Linked DNA regions of Mus musculus: region 2 is linked to region 1. A link is a contact called in public HiCAR-type data. All regions are on one chromosome and are shown on one strand. Each heading gives the region's core, a stretch centred on a gene start, on an enhancer-like site or on the middle of the called end of the contact. The rest is flanking DNA. Distances are from core to core; before and after follow the strand shown.

What was found. HiCAR-type assays count read pairs that join an accessible place to other places.
Region 2: a contact with region 1 is called in a HiCAR-type map of fibro-adipogenic progenitors, with 3 times the contacts expected there. The contact joins two enhancer-like sites. A contact is called at or near these places in 1 of 15 datasets of contacts at CTCF or cohesin (the NIH/3T3 cell line), 1 of 484 Hi-C or Micro-C datasets (regulatory T cells) and 2 of 115 datasets of contacts at active chromatin or transcription factors (embryonic stem cells and fibro-adipogenic progenitors).

What each region holds. Positions count from the first base shown.
Region 1 is chr10:8,321,100-8,326,143 of GRCm38.p6, forward strand. The region is part of intron 3 of Ust (uronyl-2-sulfotransferase); the gene reads right to left. Among named protein-coding and RNA genes, the nearest start is that of 4930573G07Rik, 110 kb to the left of the region's middle. Within about 2 kb of position 2,397, at least 34 of the 459 cell types and tissues checked have an H3K27ac peak or open chromatin away from gene starts, as enhancers often do. A contact at or near this core is called in fibro-adipogenic progenitors, where this site is marked.
Region 2 is chr10:8,463,326-8,468,651 of GRCm38.p6, forward strand. The region is part of intron 1 of Ust (uronyl-2-sulfotransferase); the gene reads right to left. Among named protein-coding and RNA genes, the nearest start is that of Ust, 53 kb to the right of the region's middle. Within about 2 kb of position 2,861, at least 24 of the 459 cell types and tissues checked have an H3K27ac peak or open chromatin away from gene starts, as enhancers often do. A contact at or near this core is called in fibro-adipogenic progenitors, where this site is marked.

The sequences.
Region 1 (5,044 bases), core at 1,147-3,646:
CTTCAGGGAGGGATGTAAGGAAGATGAAAGTAAGAAGCTTGGTGGCTACCTGGTGATAGAAAGTCAGGACAAGTCTAGACGCCATCTCTCCTAAGTCCTCGGCAAGCACAAGTTGTATGCGGTTGGTCTGATGTTGCTATGTATTCAAATGCTAAATACTGTCCCCAAGATCAGGTTGTCCCATGTGAGTACACCAAGTGATTCTATGTAACCTTGCTCCCCAAGTTAATTGGTAAATAAAAGGCTAACACCTGTGATTGGGCAGTAAATGGAGATAGGCGGATTTTCAGTTACCTGCCTAGGGTTGCTGGTTGAGCATGTGGCCAGGAGAAACAGCAAGTAACAAGGGACATACAGCTGGGATGTAAGTCAAAATAGCTCTAAAACCTGCCCAATCTAGGCTTACAGCTTGTAAATAAAATACCTGGACTCTTTTATATGAGCTAGCTAGAATTCTCAATTCCTTTTACACACTGTGGTACCCATCTATGGTGATGGGAATCCTGGAGGAGATGCAAATATGGCTGCAGAAAGAGGGGAGATGCGGCTGCCTTTGATGTACTCTGCCTGGAAGTAAGGCATGCTTCTTTGATCTTCCTCAGCTTTTCATCTCAGGAGGTTTGGGGACACCCCTCTTGACGATGCACTGTGACAGAGACTGTGTTCTCCTTTTTGACTTTGACTGAGTTACAGGAGGACTGAGGCTGGGCTTACTTAAGCCCCCCCCCCCCAGATGTCCGCAGAGAATCTGTGCCCCAGGAGTGTTTATGGAATGGAGATACCCCTTTAGTAATGCTTGCTTCATATCAAGAAACCCATGACTAACTGAAGACACAACTGTCTATCACGCAGACAATGAATCTAACCTTTCCTGGACTACACTGGTCTATACACTCTTCACAGCAGTCCCTTTGTAATATCCGAGCCAAGCAAAGGCATTTTTCTGAGTGGGGAGAGGGGTGTGTTATATACCATAGCAGGAGTTACCTGTTACCATTTAATACTCCAAGAGTCAAGAATTATTACTCATTCTTTGAAATGAAGAGCTCAGGGCACAGAAAGGGGATACAGGTTTATTTAAAGGTTAATCTTGTTTTAAATCATTTGTGAGCACATGCATGGGCTATATTAATGAGTTATGCACATCCCGTGGGTTATACAGAGCAGGTGCCAGAGGAGAGATGCCTCAGGTGTCCTGGAGCTGTCAAACATGGATGCCAGAAACACAACTTGGGCTCTCTGTAAGAGCAGTGTGTATTCAACCATCATGCCCTCTCTCCAGCCCCAGAGTACATAGATTTTGTAAAATCTTGATGATCCGATAGACTGTGCCAGGATTCAAACCCTCCAGTCCTTCTCTTCATCCCAGAGTGGCAGTCAAGTCACCCTTCTCAGACAATTATCTATCCATGAACTTTTAAAATGGAAACAAGGGACTGGTCGGCACATTCTGGAGAATGGAGAGAGTCTAGCGAAAAATAAATGTTTTATGTCTCTTAGGATGTGCTGAACAGCTGATGGATGAAAAACGTGGAGAAATACAAGCATGGATCTTAGTGTGTGGCTCAGTGGCAGAGGGCATGGCTGGCTTGTATAGGACCTCATCTTTTCTAGGAACACACATGCACACGTGTGTGTGTGTGCATGCACACAGAGAGAAGAGACAGAGACTAATAAGGATAGAAAGAATATTTTCTAAGATTTCTAGGGTGGGAAAACAGTATATGTTACCATGAACAAGAATGGATTTTAAATACGTAGGAAAAGGGTAGGTATGGCTTAAAATTCATCTAAGGGAACAAGTTAAATTTATGTTGATGGACTAAACTGGGGTTAAAAGAGGAAGGAAAAGGCAAGAATCAAGCACGCTCACTACACAAAGGTGATGCTAGGAAGCCTTTTCTAACAATTTGCTCCCTCCTCTCTCCATGGCAGGATGGGAGAGCACAGACTTTTATCTGCCCCTCTGAAGATGTCTTTGCTCCTGACATGTTCAGGAAATGGTTGTCAGCTTGTCAACAGGAAGGATATCGTGCCCTACCTTGGTCTGAACTCTTGTGTCACTCAGGAGCAATTAGAGGCCCTATAATTTTGCAGGGCATCTTAAATCAAAAGAAGGATGTGTGCTTACTAACATATCAAAGCAAAGGCAAACTGCCCAGAGGGGGAACTGCAGGTCCTTTCTCAACCTTAGAGGTTGAGAAGGGTGAATGAAGGTCTCAGGCTACCTTCCTCCTTCTGGGGGTACAGGGAAGGCCCCACCAGAAAAAGCATGTGCCTGCAGTTAAGAAGAAGTCCACCAGGGGGAGCAGTAACATGAGCGTGGCAAAGGGGCTGTGTCTGGGCTAGATACTGAAAATTAATGGATACAATTCAAACCCTAGGAGAGGAGAGTTCCCTTCTCCCTGGCTTATATGGTCTCTCTCTTTTGTCCTCTTTTCTTCCCTCTGGGTTTGCATTAGAGGACTCTGGTTTTGTTTTCAGGACCCAAGATGATGTAGAGCCCATTCCATGAACTGATCTGGCTTGATCCCAGACAAGTTGGATTGAAGGACAGCGTCCACTGGCATTTGGCCAGTGCTGCTCCAAGCCAACTCTGGAATGACACTGTCTGTCTTCATGGCAGGAAGCCTTGAGGGTTATGCTGTCAGCCTTTCCAAACAGTTTCTGGGAGAAAGTTGTTGGAAGAACACGCAGAAGGCCACAAGCACAGGAAAGGCATCTGATATGACATGATTATATACATGCTATCCTCCCAGTGTACCTGGGAGGCTGAGGCAGGAAAGTCATGAGTTCAAAGCCAGCCTGGGCTACATACTGAGGAGGGCTTGTTTCAAAGCAAAAGTAAAAACTTCAGAAAGCAGTCTGAGACTTTAGAGTTTCAGGTGACAGAATTTCATTGCTTGGAGGATTTATTTTATTTTAATGTCCATCCTTCATGAAGTGAGTGGGTTCTGTGATATGGTCACCCTCGGGAGTGGGTCCTCAGATATGCACATGCCTAGGCAAGTCCTTACATACCTCTGTTTCTACAGTAAGGCCTGGGAGCACAGAAGGCGACCTGCTCTCCAGAAGGCTCTCATGCCTGGCGTAAGTCCTGTTTTGAGTGGCTGTCCTCTAACCACTGAATACAACTTTAACTCGTACGCTTACCAATTCAAACTTAACCAGGATCTGACCCCAATTTGCTTTTATGTCTAATTCTAGATTTTCTTGATTTATGTATATTTGTGTCAGGTTCAGAAGTCAGCTGCATGGGCAGTGAACGTCGCGCCTGGTGCTCAGCACCCACCACTAGCGGCAGAAGGATCGGCTGATTGAACAGGAGGCAGAGGACCAAGCAGGAGGACGCCCCAGAAGGATCTCTGTGGCCCCAAGAACTTTCCAGAAGAACCACGGTTATGATTGTGTTTTAAGCTCTGTTGCTTTATACCCAGAACTTAGACTTGGATGTCGTCTGAGAGCCAAGCTGCAGGGCAGTCTGACACAGTGTAGGATAATACCGTGCCCTGCCACCCTGCACTAAGAGTTTAATGCAGTCTGAAGCACTCGGGCACAAGACTGCCATTGACCCCACCCTCTGAATGATTTCCAAGGTTTAGGTCATTTGAATGGCTACTGGACAGAGTCAGAGCAGATGTGAAGCTTACAGGGAAATAACCTTTTCTGATGTGATGGGTGAAAGGGCGTAGACTGGGCTAGCACTTCCCAAATTATGATGTGTAAATTCTGTGGGATCCAAAGCGCAGCCATGACACACATAAAAGTCCCCGATCAACTAAGCCTGGGAAAGTCTAGGAGAAGCTGGGGTTTAAAATATATGTGCACATATGTATGTATATGTAATATAAATAATGTATATATGCATGTGTATGTAGAAAGAGACTAATGGATAGATAGATGATACATACATACATACATACATACATACATACATACATACATAGTAATGTGCTTGATGTATTGGCATGAGGACTAGAATTTAGAGCCCTATCCCTCATAAATGGGGCAGGCCTGGCAATCTGTCTGTAGTCCTAGGCCTCAGGGGGTGAAGACAAGGCGTGATTTCCAGAGCAAGCTGGTGAACTGGGAAACTCTGAGTTTAGTGAGAATCCCATCTTCAGCAGATAAAGTAAAGAATATGGAGGAAGATGGCCAGTGACAAGCTCTGGCCTACACACACACACACACACACAAACGGCCTTCAGCACATGCATACATTTAAGCACATACATACATACATACATACATGTGAACATGCAAATAGACACACACAGTCACCAACCAGCACATACACACACATGGACACACACGTGAGTATGCTAACACACACACACTCACACACAAGCTCATCAGCACATGCGTAAACACAGATGTATGCAGGTGAACATGCAAACACACACATATACACTCTCAGAGTCGTCAGGACACACACACATGTAAACCCCAACACACACACACATGTAAACCCCAGCTTCTCCTAGACTTTCCCAGGCTTAGTTGATCGGGGAATTTTTATATGTCATGGCTGTGCTTTGGATCCCACAGAATTTACACACGTGCATACACACAGTCACACTCGATAGAATCTCCACTTTGCAAGATCATATAAATCACGTCCCCTAACCGAGATCTATAGTTAGGGTGAAGATGAACCAGTGTCATCCTGGGTTTGTATTATAGGCAACGCAAAGATCCAACACTTGGCTAGCAGTGGTTACAAGCTCTTCTGTGGAGGAGGAATTGTTCAAAGTACAATTTTTAAAGGTGTGCCTATTTCTATGAGAGCAGATGTAATCGTTTTTATAGGCATCTTAACATTTGGTGTCTTCATGCTCCCTCTCCTGCTTAAAAATCCCCTAGGCTATAAAGTTTTAACCCTTAACTGTGAGCGTGCAGATGTGTGTTTGCACATGTGTGAGCACATGTGTACATGATGATGGCTACTAGTTAGGGGGAAATGAATGAGCTCATCTAATCCTGGCTCAGAGAAAATAAATGCCTTGTGGTTGAATGAAGTGGCACAGATAAACCCAGTCTTATA
Region 2 (5,326 bases), core at 1,611-4,110, 140 kb after region 1:
AAATGTATATATCAAGCAGTGAGAATATCTCAGCAAGTTCAGGCAACTGCTGCCAAGCTTGATGGTCTGAGCTCAAGTCTTAGGACACACTTGGTGGAAGGAGAAAGCCAAGCAACTTGTGCGAATTGGCAGCTGACCTCTATGTGTGCACTGTGGTACGCATGACCATTGACACACACACACACACACGCGCGCGCACACACACACACACACACACACACACGCGCGCGCGCACAGAGAGAGAGAGAGAGAGAGAGAGAGAGAGCAAATAATTACATGAATAAAATTCTCTATAATTTAGATGACACATAGAAAGTATGTGAGCATGTGTCTAAAGTGATCTCTATAGCTCTTAGTCTTTAATTTCTAACCTGGCTGGTCACCATATCCTTCTCTATCCACACTGTTACACCTAGATATACAAAAGTCTAATTTCCACTGAATCTAAAAATCATACACGCATCATGTTGTTCTAGGTTAAAAAAATTAAGGTACTAGAAGAATTCGATGATTTCAAAATTAAGTCAGGTGGTTTACTATTGATTTGTGTGTTTATTGAATTTTTTAAATATAGCTTATGACTAGAAGTATGACTGAGAAGGGAAAGGCGTTGTAATGATGTTCTCAGGTTCCAAGATGGGAATCTGGATGTATTTGTCTCATAATGAGGCAACTGGCAGCCTTGACAGTCTGCATTTATGTGAAATGGAGAAGGCAGCACCCTGCAGTACCATCAATCATGGGCAATTGTTTTCTACTTTGGCGAAGTAGAATCCTGTTTTCTTATAAAACTTTTTAGTATGTGAAGAAACCTATAAGGTGTTGGGCCCCAGTCCTGTTACAGTGAAGAAAACCGAGACATGGAGAGATGGCATCTCAAGCAAAGCCTAAAATACAATTAGTTGAGCTACTAGTTAGCCTGACTTTACCTTCCATTTCTTCAACTCAACTGGTAAATGTATCTGAACCATCTGAAAGCATCCCTGCTATAAAATACCTGCAAATGTTGGGTAAGACACAGTAAACATCATTTTACAAGCTTGCTTGAGCTCAGAGGGAGTATGGGATGTGCCTGGAAGCCATAAAGAAAATGGGAACTGATAGCAAGCAGGTGTTGATACAATGGAAGCCCAGGAGAATGTGGGTATGAAAGCCAAGTGTTTGGGTTTAATGGCCAATAATAACTAAGGGTTTGATAATGGACCCAAAGGTTGGGAGAAATGAGAGCTAAGAGACCATGCACCTCAGTTCATTTTCTGGTGCTATAACAGAATACTGTACAGACTAATTTTAAAACAGTTGTGATGATTAATCTCGATTGTCAACTTGATAAGATAATCTGGGATAACCTGGGAACCAGGCCTTGAAGCCATTCCTGTAGGGGATAATCCTGGTTAGGTTAATTGAGGTGGATAGATGCTACCACTGTGGGCAGCACCATTCCCTGGGCCTGGTATATAGGAGAAAGGGAGCTGAACATGAACATCCTCTCTGCATTTTGACTATGGATTCTACGGGACCAGTCTCCTCCTACTGTGGCTTCCCACTCACAAGGGATGGGAGCCTCAAACTGTGAGTCAAAAGAAGCCATGTCCTCACTTGTTACTTCTTCACATCAACAGAAAAGTAACTAAGACAATGAGTAGAAATTTGTTTAGTTCAGGGTTCATTCATAAGCCACAAAGTCAAAGATCCAGGGAGCCATATCTGGTGAAGATCTTTTCCCTGCTTCATACCATGACAGAAGGCAGAAGGGTGAGAATATAGGAGGAAAGCAAAAGATTGAGCCCATAGCCTTAAACAGTCTTGCAGAATCTTTTTGTAGTTGGTATCAAACTGACTATTTACAAGGGCAGACTTGCATTAGGCTCCTCCCCTCAACACTCTTTCACTTAATGTGTGCATTTTTTGAGCACATGCATTAAAATTATGGTAACATGTAAAATGGAAATGTTCACAGAACCACTAAATACTTATTCAAGATGCCATCTCAAGTATGGGCCTTGTATAAACAAAGAGAAAACACTAAGAAAATTCATAGCTGGGATCTAACTTCCATTTGGCTTTCAAAGATAAAACCCATTCTAAGACCAAGTCTAAGTACCCTTGTGATAAGTGGTTAACTTGTGTGGCTTCACATCAAAGAGATCTGGAAAGCCAGGTGAGAACAACTAGAAACTCTGCAAAGAAACACCCTTAACCAGCCTGGGAAGGATTCCACAGATGCCGTCCACAGAAGGGGAGCTCACAAGTCAAAACTACAAGATCACTAAGGAGGGAAATCTAAGATAAATCCATCTGTAGACACAATAAATAAAACCAGATCCTGATACACTCCTGGTATCATCACTACTATTTAAATTAAGTATATAAATATTTATAAACACACACACACACATATTTCTCCAGGAAACTATACATACTGGAGAGCTTTACCCAGACACACCCAGAGTTTATGGAAATACAAGCCACATCCTATCATGTTATTTTAAAGGTCTATCTAACCACCCCAAACAACTTTTTCTTTGAATTTGGTTTTAAGGGGAAACTGAACAAGGCCATCTAATTCCTAAAATTAGAATTTACCAATATCTCTCTTGTAAAATTAAATACAGGCCTAGCCAGAAGAAATTAGGTGGAACCGTTTTCTTCTTGAATTCCCTTAGGGTTTTAGGCATCCACAAGGATTCCTCCTGAGCCACATGTCTCAGCCAGTGTTCCAAAAAAAGAGAACGAAATAATAATTGTGATCTACAAATGTTATGCAATCACTGGCTGTAATCAGAAGGGGGTAGGGGTGGGGAAGTAGGATGCCATACTATTGGCCAACCAAAACAGCAACTAGACTAGCACAACCCAACTCCTTTGCATCTGGCACTCTCTCTGAATATGAATCAGAGAGGATACAGATATTCTTTGCAGAAAGCTAAAGTGGCTGTTGTAAACAAACAATACTCATTCCTCTTGATGTCCTTGCAGGCCACGGGTGATAACACAGTCTTGAACTATGAGACAAGGTACTTCCTAAGTCAAAGTTAGAGCCAAATCCTTAAATAAGTAAGAGGGGAAAAAAACTTCTCTTTCCCCAGCATAAAATGATGCTTGGACTGATTTCAATGGCTTTTCTTAACAGGGGCAGGGTAAGAAAGCACGAGTGGAATGTGCAGTTAAGGAAAAAGACATTCTGATGGAGACCCAGACCTGTGTCAAGGCACGCCCACTGGTGCTTCATAGGCAACCTCATACATAATCCTGGTTATGTATGGTTAAGCTGGCTCACAAAGATTAGCTACAATGAGAGGATCCTGAAAGGGGCCCTTAATTGCTCAGGGTTCTGACCACAGAGCCAAAGGGTGGCAGAGCCTTGTCCATATCCTTCCAACCCCTAAGACTGGCTGTTCATAAGATTTTGTTCTTGAAAATCCACATTTGAGCCAAAAAATCTTCCTCTTAGGGTCACAGAGACCCCTCATAAGTCAGCATCTCTTTCAATGGGGTCCAACACCAAGTGTGTTTTATTTTGGCACATGACAGAGACAGACCTTGCCACCTCCTTCCAATCCTACTTCACACACAAGGCCCAAAATACATCACAGCGATCATTACCACCCACCCAAAGGATATCATCAGCTCCGTTTGGCATACTAAGAAAATGGAGTGCAGGCTCTGTGATTCTCTAGTACCTTCTGATGAGAGCAAGAACACAAACAGCTACTGGACAAGAAGAAAGGAAACAGAAGAGTGGAGGAGGTGGGCAGTAGAGAAGGGGAAAAAAGGAAGATGACATAGGGGAAGAAGAAAGGTCAGGGAGAGGAAAGGATGAGGAGGACACAGGGAGAGGAATAAGTGATGGAGACAGAAGCACAGAGAAAGGAAGACACAAAGGAGATGTCTGGGATGGCAAGAGTAGGGAGAGTTGTGGAATGGGTACCACTCAGTGGCCAGCCCCTCCCATCCTACCCACCTAACTGACTTTCTCAGTTCGAGTCTAGTCTTAGACCACTCTGGGAAATGACTTGTCACATGGCTGGCCCATACTAAAGATAGCCCATAAGTACCCTAATAGGCTATCTTTAGTATGCCCATAAGTACCCATATTAGGTATGTCCGCAGGGGGCAGAGAGGGCTGGCACAGAAGCCCAGCAGAATGTTAGAGGTGGCATGTGTCACCACAGCAGTATGCTTTGAGCACTGTGGGCAATGAGAAAGAAGAGATGGCTCCTGGCTGGGACCGGGAAAGAACGTGAGTGGAAGAATGAAGAAAGTTGCAAGAGCAGAGTGTAGTATGGTGGCCCTGAGGGTGAGGGCAGCCTTCATTTCTTGGGGGTCTCAAACAGGTCCTCCTCCATTCCAACCAAAGAAGTCTTTGCACATCACTGTGCCAAGTTTGACCTTGACTTGAGAGGTCTACCTCGCCATAGGTTATGTAGGTCTTTGCCAACACCAATCACACACCCTATATGCTGAACACCCATTGATCTTGCTATTCCCCCATCAGGGTAGGAGGGAAGAACCCAAGAACATTGGTTTTCAAGGAGCAAGTGTGTAGAGAAAGAGACAGAGCATTGGCAGGAGCCCCTGGGCCCCACTTCTGGAGTTTCCCTGAACGGATATTATTTCATCTCAAAGTGCTTCATTCAACTAACTTGATTCATAAAACTTACACATACTTATCAAGAAATGTTTCTGTGTTGTTAAGCAAGATCTCGCCTTTCTTTTAAGTACAAAGAATTTGTTGAAGCAAGAACAAAGTCCCATCTTTCCGCTTCATGAGGTGATTTGAAACTACCCATGAGTGTCTTGAGTTGAAAAAGTCTCACAGAAGCCACTGGGCCTGGGAGGCGATGGAAATATTGGTACAAGGACCCAAAAGCAGCCACCTTAAACCTACCCAAGATTACGTGAACCGTTCATATGCTCCCGGTGCTGAGAGTGTACGCGGGTAGCCAAACTTCTACTGATAATAAAACACCTCTGCAAATGAAGCAAAATTAATGGCTGTTTATCATTTTAACCAGACCACAATGATGCAGCCGAAAGAAGGAATCAATATTATTACATTAACATTTATCACACCCGACATAGCAGTTATACAAATCAAGCCCATGGCATGGTTTTATAGCTCCATTAGATTGTAAAAATATATAATCTAAGCAAAAGCAGAATATTTTTAGAGTAGAAGAAACCACAGGCTCCAGCCAGACCTGTACTCATTCTACACCCCACCTGAAGAAGTTATTCTACCCAAGGCTGTAGGTGTTGCTGGGGTTTTTTGTCTGTTTGTTTTTCAAAAGTCTCTGGATACAATATAGCAGGAGAGGATTTC